Linked DNA regions of Capsicum annuum: region 2 is linked to region 1. The links are chromatin contacts, called in public Hi-C maps. All regions are on one chromosome and are shown on one strand. The core of a region is the stretch at or near the end of the contact, and the rest is flanking DNA. Distances in the headings are between cores, read along the strand shown.

Evidence for each region. A called contact is a pair of places that touch in the nucleus more often than the background predicts.
Region 2: a contact with region 1 is called in a Hi-C map of placenta, with 4 times the contacts expected there. The contact joins the promoter of LOC107870845 here to the promoter of LOC107850391 in region 1. A contact is called at or near these places in 2 of 5 Hi-C or Micro-C datasets (leaf and placenta).

The regions. Positions count from the first base shown.
Region 1 is chr12:198,132,799-198,136,720 of UCD10Xv1.1, forward strand. It overlaps LOC107850391 (KH domain-containing protein HEN4), which reads right to left and starts at 2,034. Exons shown (of 11, transcript XR_007048283.1): 1 at 1,319-2,034; 2 at 155-284.
Region 2 is chr12:198,507,739-198,511,660 of UCD10Xv1.1, forward strand. It overlaps LOC107870845 (1-phosphatidylinositol-3-phosphate 5-kinase FAB1B), which reads right to left and starts at 1,911. Exons shown (of 13, transcript XM_047400947.1): 1 at 1,841-1,911; 2 at 803-1,001; 3 at 1-694. The coding sequence starts at 469.

The sequences.
Region 1 (3,922 bases), core at 784-3,283:
ATCTACGCTCCAACTTGAGGGGGTGTTATAGAATGTATATAGACTTTATTCGTAGTAATGTACATAGCCATATTTAAGTAGAAGATTTGTAGGAATCCTCTTTTATTTCTTTCCTAAGTTAGCACACAATCTCTTGTATTTATACATTGCTTACCTATTGGAATAAGATATCTTTTTCCACTTGATTGCATCTTCCTTTTTCTTACTTTGTATATATCATGTTCAAGTTCCGGACTTCCAAAAAGATACTCCCTTCGTTCAACTTTGCTTGATCTGCTTCCACTCTGGACAGTTCTAAATAACTTAGTTCCTTAATAGGCAGAACTTACAATCTTGTTACAGTGAATTGGACGGAAAACATACTGTTATTTGATATTTTCAATTAGATGTAACATTTTTACTGACTCAATTTTGTCTTTCAATTATTTCAACATATCTCTACAAACCCAAGTATAGTACTAATATATTCCAACTTCTTCCTCTTAAATTCCATTTTGGATACTGCTATTGATGAAACTATACTTTGGAAATCTGAGCACACAAGACAACAGAGAATCTATCATAAAGGAACATTTATTCCACTTTTTGAGTATTTAGCTACTACCTCTGTTTCATGTTACTTGGCTCATGTTGACTAAAACCTAATCCCTTTTTTGTAAGACCCCCAGAGAAATATGCGGGTACACCCCCTAAGAAAGCTTTAATTACCCCCTCGTTTCATATTATTTGGCCCATCTTGACCATCTTCATATTATTTGGCCCATCTTGACCTACCACACCCCTAAAGGAAGCTTTAATTAAAGGTGGATTTTACTAAACTAACCTTATGGATGATGCTTTGTAGCTGTAAACTTGATAGTAGAGCAAAAAAAATAGTAAAACTCTCTTGATTGGCTAAAACGGATAAGTAAAAACGAAACATCAATTTTTAGCAGAGGCCAAGTAAAATAAGACGGAGGGAGTAATTTACACATCGGAAAATCCACTCTTTCTACTAGTGCTCCTTTAAGTACCAAACAAGCATAAAACTCAGCTTCGGTACAAAGAAAACAAATTACTCCATGTGATAAATGATACTTCCTCTGTCCCAATTTACCTAACAAACTTTCATTTTTAGTCGGTTCCAAGAAGAATGATATTTTTCTATCTTAACAATAACAATTTAACTTTAAAATGTCCATTTTACTTTAATGAGATTGATTTATAGCCACACAAACATCTATGACTTGCTTAAGACCACAAGTCCATGCCAAGTCAAACAACATTATATAAACTGGGACAGGGAAGTAAAATTAGGGTGATGAAGGAAGTGCATTGCCTGAATTAACTCGTCGCCAGGTGAAGCACAAGGAGGAATCTGATCGTTTGACAAAACCCTAACTTGAGCTCCAGACTCTAATCTTATCTTCTCAATAACCTTCCCTCCTCTTCCAAGCACGCAACCAACCTGATAACTCGGTGCTAACAACCTACAAACCACATTTATATCCTTCCTCCCTTCGCCTTCCGCATTCCCTTCCTCATCCACTTTCAAAATCCTCTCAAAAACTCTAATCAACGCTCGCTGCGCCTGCGATGCCGACATCGACAACGACAACTCCTCATCATTCACAACTTCTTCCACATTGCAATTAGCTATAATAACTATAACACGCTCATCGCACCCTGATAGCGAATCATCAATCCGGATTTTGGCACCGGTTTCTTCTCTAACCTGGCGGATTGTAGCGCCACCTTTGCCGATTAAGCCGCCAGTTTTATCAGCCGGACAGAGGATTTTGAAGAAAGTTTCACCGGGAGAGAGCTTCGGAAAAAGCGACGGAGGAGGAGGCGGTGGTGGTGTACGGAAGGAAGTTGCGGTGGAAAGGTGGCGGCGCTTGGCGGTGGGAGTGGAGGCTGCGGGTGTGTCTAAATGGCGTTTTTGTACTAAAGATGTGTCCATATGGAAGGGAAAATAGAAGCACGTAAAGTGGAGTAATAGTGAGAGGTGAGAGGGTTTTTAATTGTTTGCATTGAACACACTTGACATATTTTTTGAAAAAAAAAAAAAACGCTCAAATATTGAACTATTTAAAATGAGGAAAAGGATCAAAAATATTCTTAATATATTATAAATGGCTCAAAAATGTCTTCCTGAATCAAAAATACTTCTCATCCACTAATTTGAATAACAAATACCCTTAAAGTTAAATTAAGGTCTAATACTATCCCTCTTTTTAACAGAAGAAGCAGATGTAGCATAAATAATATTTTAAAATTAATTATGTGATACTCTTTTTATTGGTTCACATATAATTAAACCCAAATTTCTCCACAATTCTAGTCATTAATTCAAACTTATTGTCTTCTCTTCCACATCTTCTCTCATCCTTTTTAAAGCATCATACTCAGATAAGAATGTTAGAGCTGAAAATGAAATTGATGATGTTTCTCTCTTAGACTCAAAAGATGAAGACAATGAATATGATTAGTTACATCCTATTTGGATACTGATCAAATCTCAATTTGAAAGATTGAGATATTTAAAAAAAAAAAGATTATCTTGATGAAGTAGACTATCGGGAAACCCTCTATTTGAAAAAACAACTGATAGAGAAAGCTTGTAGACAAAGAGAAAAGAGAATTTTTTCGACTGGGATAAAGCCCTGGATGATGGGTGTTGGGCTTGGATTAATGGATAAATTATGAATAAATTGGGTCTAATTACATGTGGATCAATAAAAATAGTATCACATATTTAATTTACAAAATCATTTATGTCATATCAGCTTCTCCTAAAATGAGGGATAATTTTAGGCCTTTGATAACCGTAGGGACATTTTTTATCCACATAGGTGGATGGAGGGTATTGTTTATCCAATAGGTGGAAGGAAGGTATATTTGAGTCATTTCTAATACATTATAAGGATATTTTTGGCCTTTTTTAGTTTAAAATGATTTATTTTAATTTTTTACTCGATATTTGATTTCCACATTGGAGCCCCAGATAATACCATTATGATGTTCTTTTATTAGTCTACGCACTCTTTACATACACAAACATATATAGATTCTATGATTCGAATTTTGATCTTGGAATCTTTTGTTCTTAGTTTTACAGTTGAGTATTAATTTGAGACTCTGGGTTTTGTTAATTCGGATCGGGCACTACAGGGCTCATTTTGGAGGTGGCGCTCCCAACTGAATTTTCTCCATACCCAGGGCTCGAACCCGAGACTATCCTCCGTTATAAATTTGACTCATCTATGTCACTGTCGTTACAGAAAAATTTATTTGTGTAATTATTTTGCAATGTTGATTTTACAAAATTATTTTTTCCACATTACCTCTTATTAGAAGTTCACGTCACCTAATCTAAATCAACCAATCCTATATAAATATATATATATATATATATATATATATATATAGATAGATAGATATATATATATATAAGCAAAACTAAAAGTAAGACAAGAAGCCACGTGACAGAAGAATAGAAAGTCATGTGGCAGTTTTTAGGACAAACTTGATAGTATTGTAATAAAATTTTTGAATTAAAGAAGATTAAATTTGAAAAGGTTTAAAAGATTAGAAAATATTTGAATTTGAAAATATATCATCGAGTTTTAAATAGACTTTTACTCTTTTATAAATTTATCCATCTTAAAATTTGTAATGTTATAAAATATATTCGAATGAAATTTAATTAAATAATAAATAAATAAATAGTAAATAATAATAATTAATAGTAATAGTAGTAGAATAGTACGTAATGTGTAGTAATAGTAGATAGTTTGTAATACGTGTAGTAGTAAGTAGTACAGTAATAATAATAATAATAATACTAATAGTGATGGGATAGTAATAATAATAACATTAATAATAATAATAATAAATAATAGGAGGAGGAGGTGTATATAATAGTGGTAAAAATAATTAA
Region 2 (3,922 bases), core at 661-3,160, 370 kb after region 1:
ATGGGCTAAGTACACAAGAAGGTGGCACCGAAACATAGGTAATGCTACTGCTGTCAGCGGTTCCACTAGACTTGAAGCTGATAAAACTGGCTGTAGAAAGCGAAGAACTGGCATGAAGATTAGCAACCTGAGCTCCATGATGAACACTAGAAACTAAACCTTGCTCCCATTGTTTGAAACAATAATTGCAAACCCTGACCTTTTCCCACTCTTCTCGTAGTGGTCTTGGATCATTGGATGGAGAAGGAATCCAATTGGACGTGCACTTGGCGCAGAAAACTCGTCCACAAAGACGACAGTGATGCCTCCGGTTAAACAAAGTGAATTGAGAATCACAGTCATAGCACACCCTACAACTGTGATCGGGCATCCAAAAATCCCTCGACACATTATCAGGCTCAGACCGCCAAGGGATCCATGACTTCAGTAACTTCAACAGATCAGAGAATGTCCTATTTGAGGCATCCATCAAACAAACTAGAGGCCTTTGCCTCTCATTCCTATGACCTCCTCATTCAGTAACAAAACTCCATATATACAATTACAGGAACAAATCAACCTTAAAGAAGAGGTCTTATCCAACCAACAAAACTAAGCATTCAAGAATCAACAAACTCTTCACTGATTATTGATGCTTTACAACTCATGATTAACCAATCAGTATCCTCCAAACCCATAGATATCAAAAGTAACTCTGGCACAAAGATGAGATTTCTTTAAGCTATCATCCAAATCAAAAAACACGATAACCCTACTTAAACAAAATCAATTCAGAACCAAAAAATATAGATATCCAAATCACCTCAATAGCAAAAGATTGAAACTTTTAACCTTAAGAAAGAGGTCCCATTAAGCCCCCTAACAAGTGGCTGGCATTCAAGAATCAACAAACTCTTCACTGATCATAGAACCACTATTATTGATGTTTTACACCTCATGGTTAACCAATCAGCATTCTCCAAATCCACTGGCACAAAAATGGGATTGCTTTCAACTGTCATCTGAATCAAAAACATGACAACCCCACTTCAAGAAAATCAATTCAGAAAATCCCAATAGGAAAGAAACCAAAAAATATGTACACCCAAATCACCTCAACAGAAAAAGTTTGAAACTTTCTGATCCAACCAACAGATTAAAGCCCCTTAACAAGTGGCTGCCATTCAAGAATCAACAAAACTCTTCACAAACTTATAGATATCAAAAATGGGCACCCTTTAAACTGTCATCTGAATCGAAAACACAACCACCCCACTTCAAGAAAACCAATTCACAAACACCCCGTACAAAAAGTTCTTAACGCCAATAGGAAAAAACATTAGACAATATCCGAATCACCTCAACATCAAAAGATTGAAACTTTAACCTTAAAAGCCCATAACAAGTGTCTGACATTCAAGAATTAACAAACTCTTTACTGATTATACCCCTAACAAGCCACTATTCTTGATGCTTTACAAAACTCATGATTAATTAATTAGCATTCTCCAAATCCATAGATATCACAACTAGCATCTGAAACAAAAACACAACAAACCCCACTTCAAGAAAATCAATTCAGAAACACCCCCTATGAAAGAAACCAAAAAAAAAAAAGAAAGATATTCAAATCACCAAACAGCAAAAAGATTGTAACTTTAACAGTTTTCTTGATTCTCCACAATCAATATACATACATAATAAACCTGAAATCAAATATATCCAATAGGAATAAATTGAATTTGATAAATTATCCTTAAATAAAGATCAGCCATTTTCATATTTAGTGAATCTAAACAAAACATTCTTTTTTTTTTTTTGAATATATAAATGAAACAGAAAAACAAGAAAAGGACAGTGCCTTTTTAATTTTAATGCAATAAATTTCTGACGCCGCAATTTACTTTTTGCAGGATCGAATTTATGGGGTCAAAATCAAATGGATCATCAGGTGAAGACAAAAATTATAGTAGAAAAACGTATCCAATTGTAGTTTGCCATGTAGGATTAATAGATCCCACTCATGCGGAAGGTGGTTAGGTGATGCACCTTTTGCTAGTGAATAGATTGGAGGAAGAATTATGTTAGGAAGGTATAAGGCATAAGGTCTAATAATTTCGTGACAACTGTAAATTATTTTATTTTATATTTGGTTGAAGTTTAGATTATTTATCACAATATATAACTTAATTGTAAAATATTTATTCTACATATATGATCTATAACTTATTCCAATAGAACTTATTTTTGAATAAACAAAATTAACATGTTCTCAGGATAATTATCCCAAGTTCTCGGATAAACAAAATTAACATGTTCCCAGGATAATTATCCCATTTTATTAGAAGAAGTTTGGTAATAAAACTCTCTGAAGATTATAGTTTAGGGTTATTTCTAGACCAATTTATCTTGTTTGGGTCCATTTAAGAGATAGTGTAAAATAAAGTGTAAACAATATAAATTTTTTAGGCAATGAAAATAAATTATTTTACAGTTCTTTAATTAAAGGCAGTAATTAGCCAACATTAAGTCGTTCATTGATAGAACATGTAACTGATATTTGAATTTTAAAAAAAAAAATTATACATAATTTTTTTTCTCGTGCTTCAAGATCTGATAAGTCAAAAAACAACCACTTTCTTCTGCACCCGTTCTTTAAAACTACTAAAATCTTCTTCTACATACGTTCTTCAATACTAGTAAAATCAATATGAATAACCCTGTATTGTTGCGACATTCTGGAATTCGGGAGTCAGAAATTATTTATACATCATACAAAAGTGACGCAATAGTAATTTCGATAAATGCGGACGAGTCAATCACAACCGCAAGACTTGCGATTTCTTTCCAAAGGAATCATGAAGAATATAATGAGGTTTTCTATATGCGGATGCTTTGAATGGTTTTGGTTGTATAAATATTTTTATTAATTTTTTTTTGAAATGCTGGAGCAAGTAGTATATTTTTTTTTTATTGATTATAGATGTTAATTTCTTTAATCAATGATTTATATTAGTATAAAAATTTTAAGCTTTTTTCCTATATCATAGTTCGTAATCATATAACTTGAAGTTAGAACATGATTATAAATGCACATTAATTATGTAACTTACCCTCTATAGGAGTAAGTAATTATTGAAAAGCACGGTGTATTAAACCGTTGTACATTAATAGTTAATGTGTAATAAATGTATGATATAGCATTATACGTTTTTAAAATGTATGATGTTAGAAATACAATAACAAAATTTAACTGAATTCAATTTTTTAAAAAAAAAAAATTATATAGAGTATCATTCTAGTAAATTTACGAATGTATAATATGTTTTTATAAAGTCAAATCAATGTATAATAAATGTCTGCCTTTTCAGTAAACGTTTGAATGTATAATAAGTTGTTATACATTCAAAGCAATGTATAGTGAAACTATGTCATTCCAGTAGACTTACGAATGTATAATATTTGATTATATATTCGTATCAATGTATGATATAGCATCATACATTATAAATGTGCATAGTATTAACAAATTCTGTAATTTTTTTACAAGTAATAAACGTTTTACAACATGTATGTTGTTATGTAATACATACTTTTAAAACGTATTAGTCTTTAGTTCAATGTAAGATTCACTTATAAGCAAAGGTATATAACATGAAACATACTATGTGTTCAAAATACAATGTAACATTCATTAGTAATATGTTGTTTTATTCATTAACAAAATAAGTGAAAGGGAAATTCAATAAGTACCATGAATCAGTTAGTAATATTGTAGTAGAGTCTCAATGACTAGAAAGCATATTCTCATAAGATGAAGACATCCATAAATGTAAATTAACATCTAGAAAGTAATTTTTGAATTCGTTTAACATTAACTACAAAACTAAGATTTAGTTGATTCAATTCCGACTGTTATTAAATAATGCTACTCTAAAGTAAC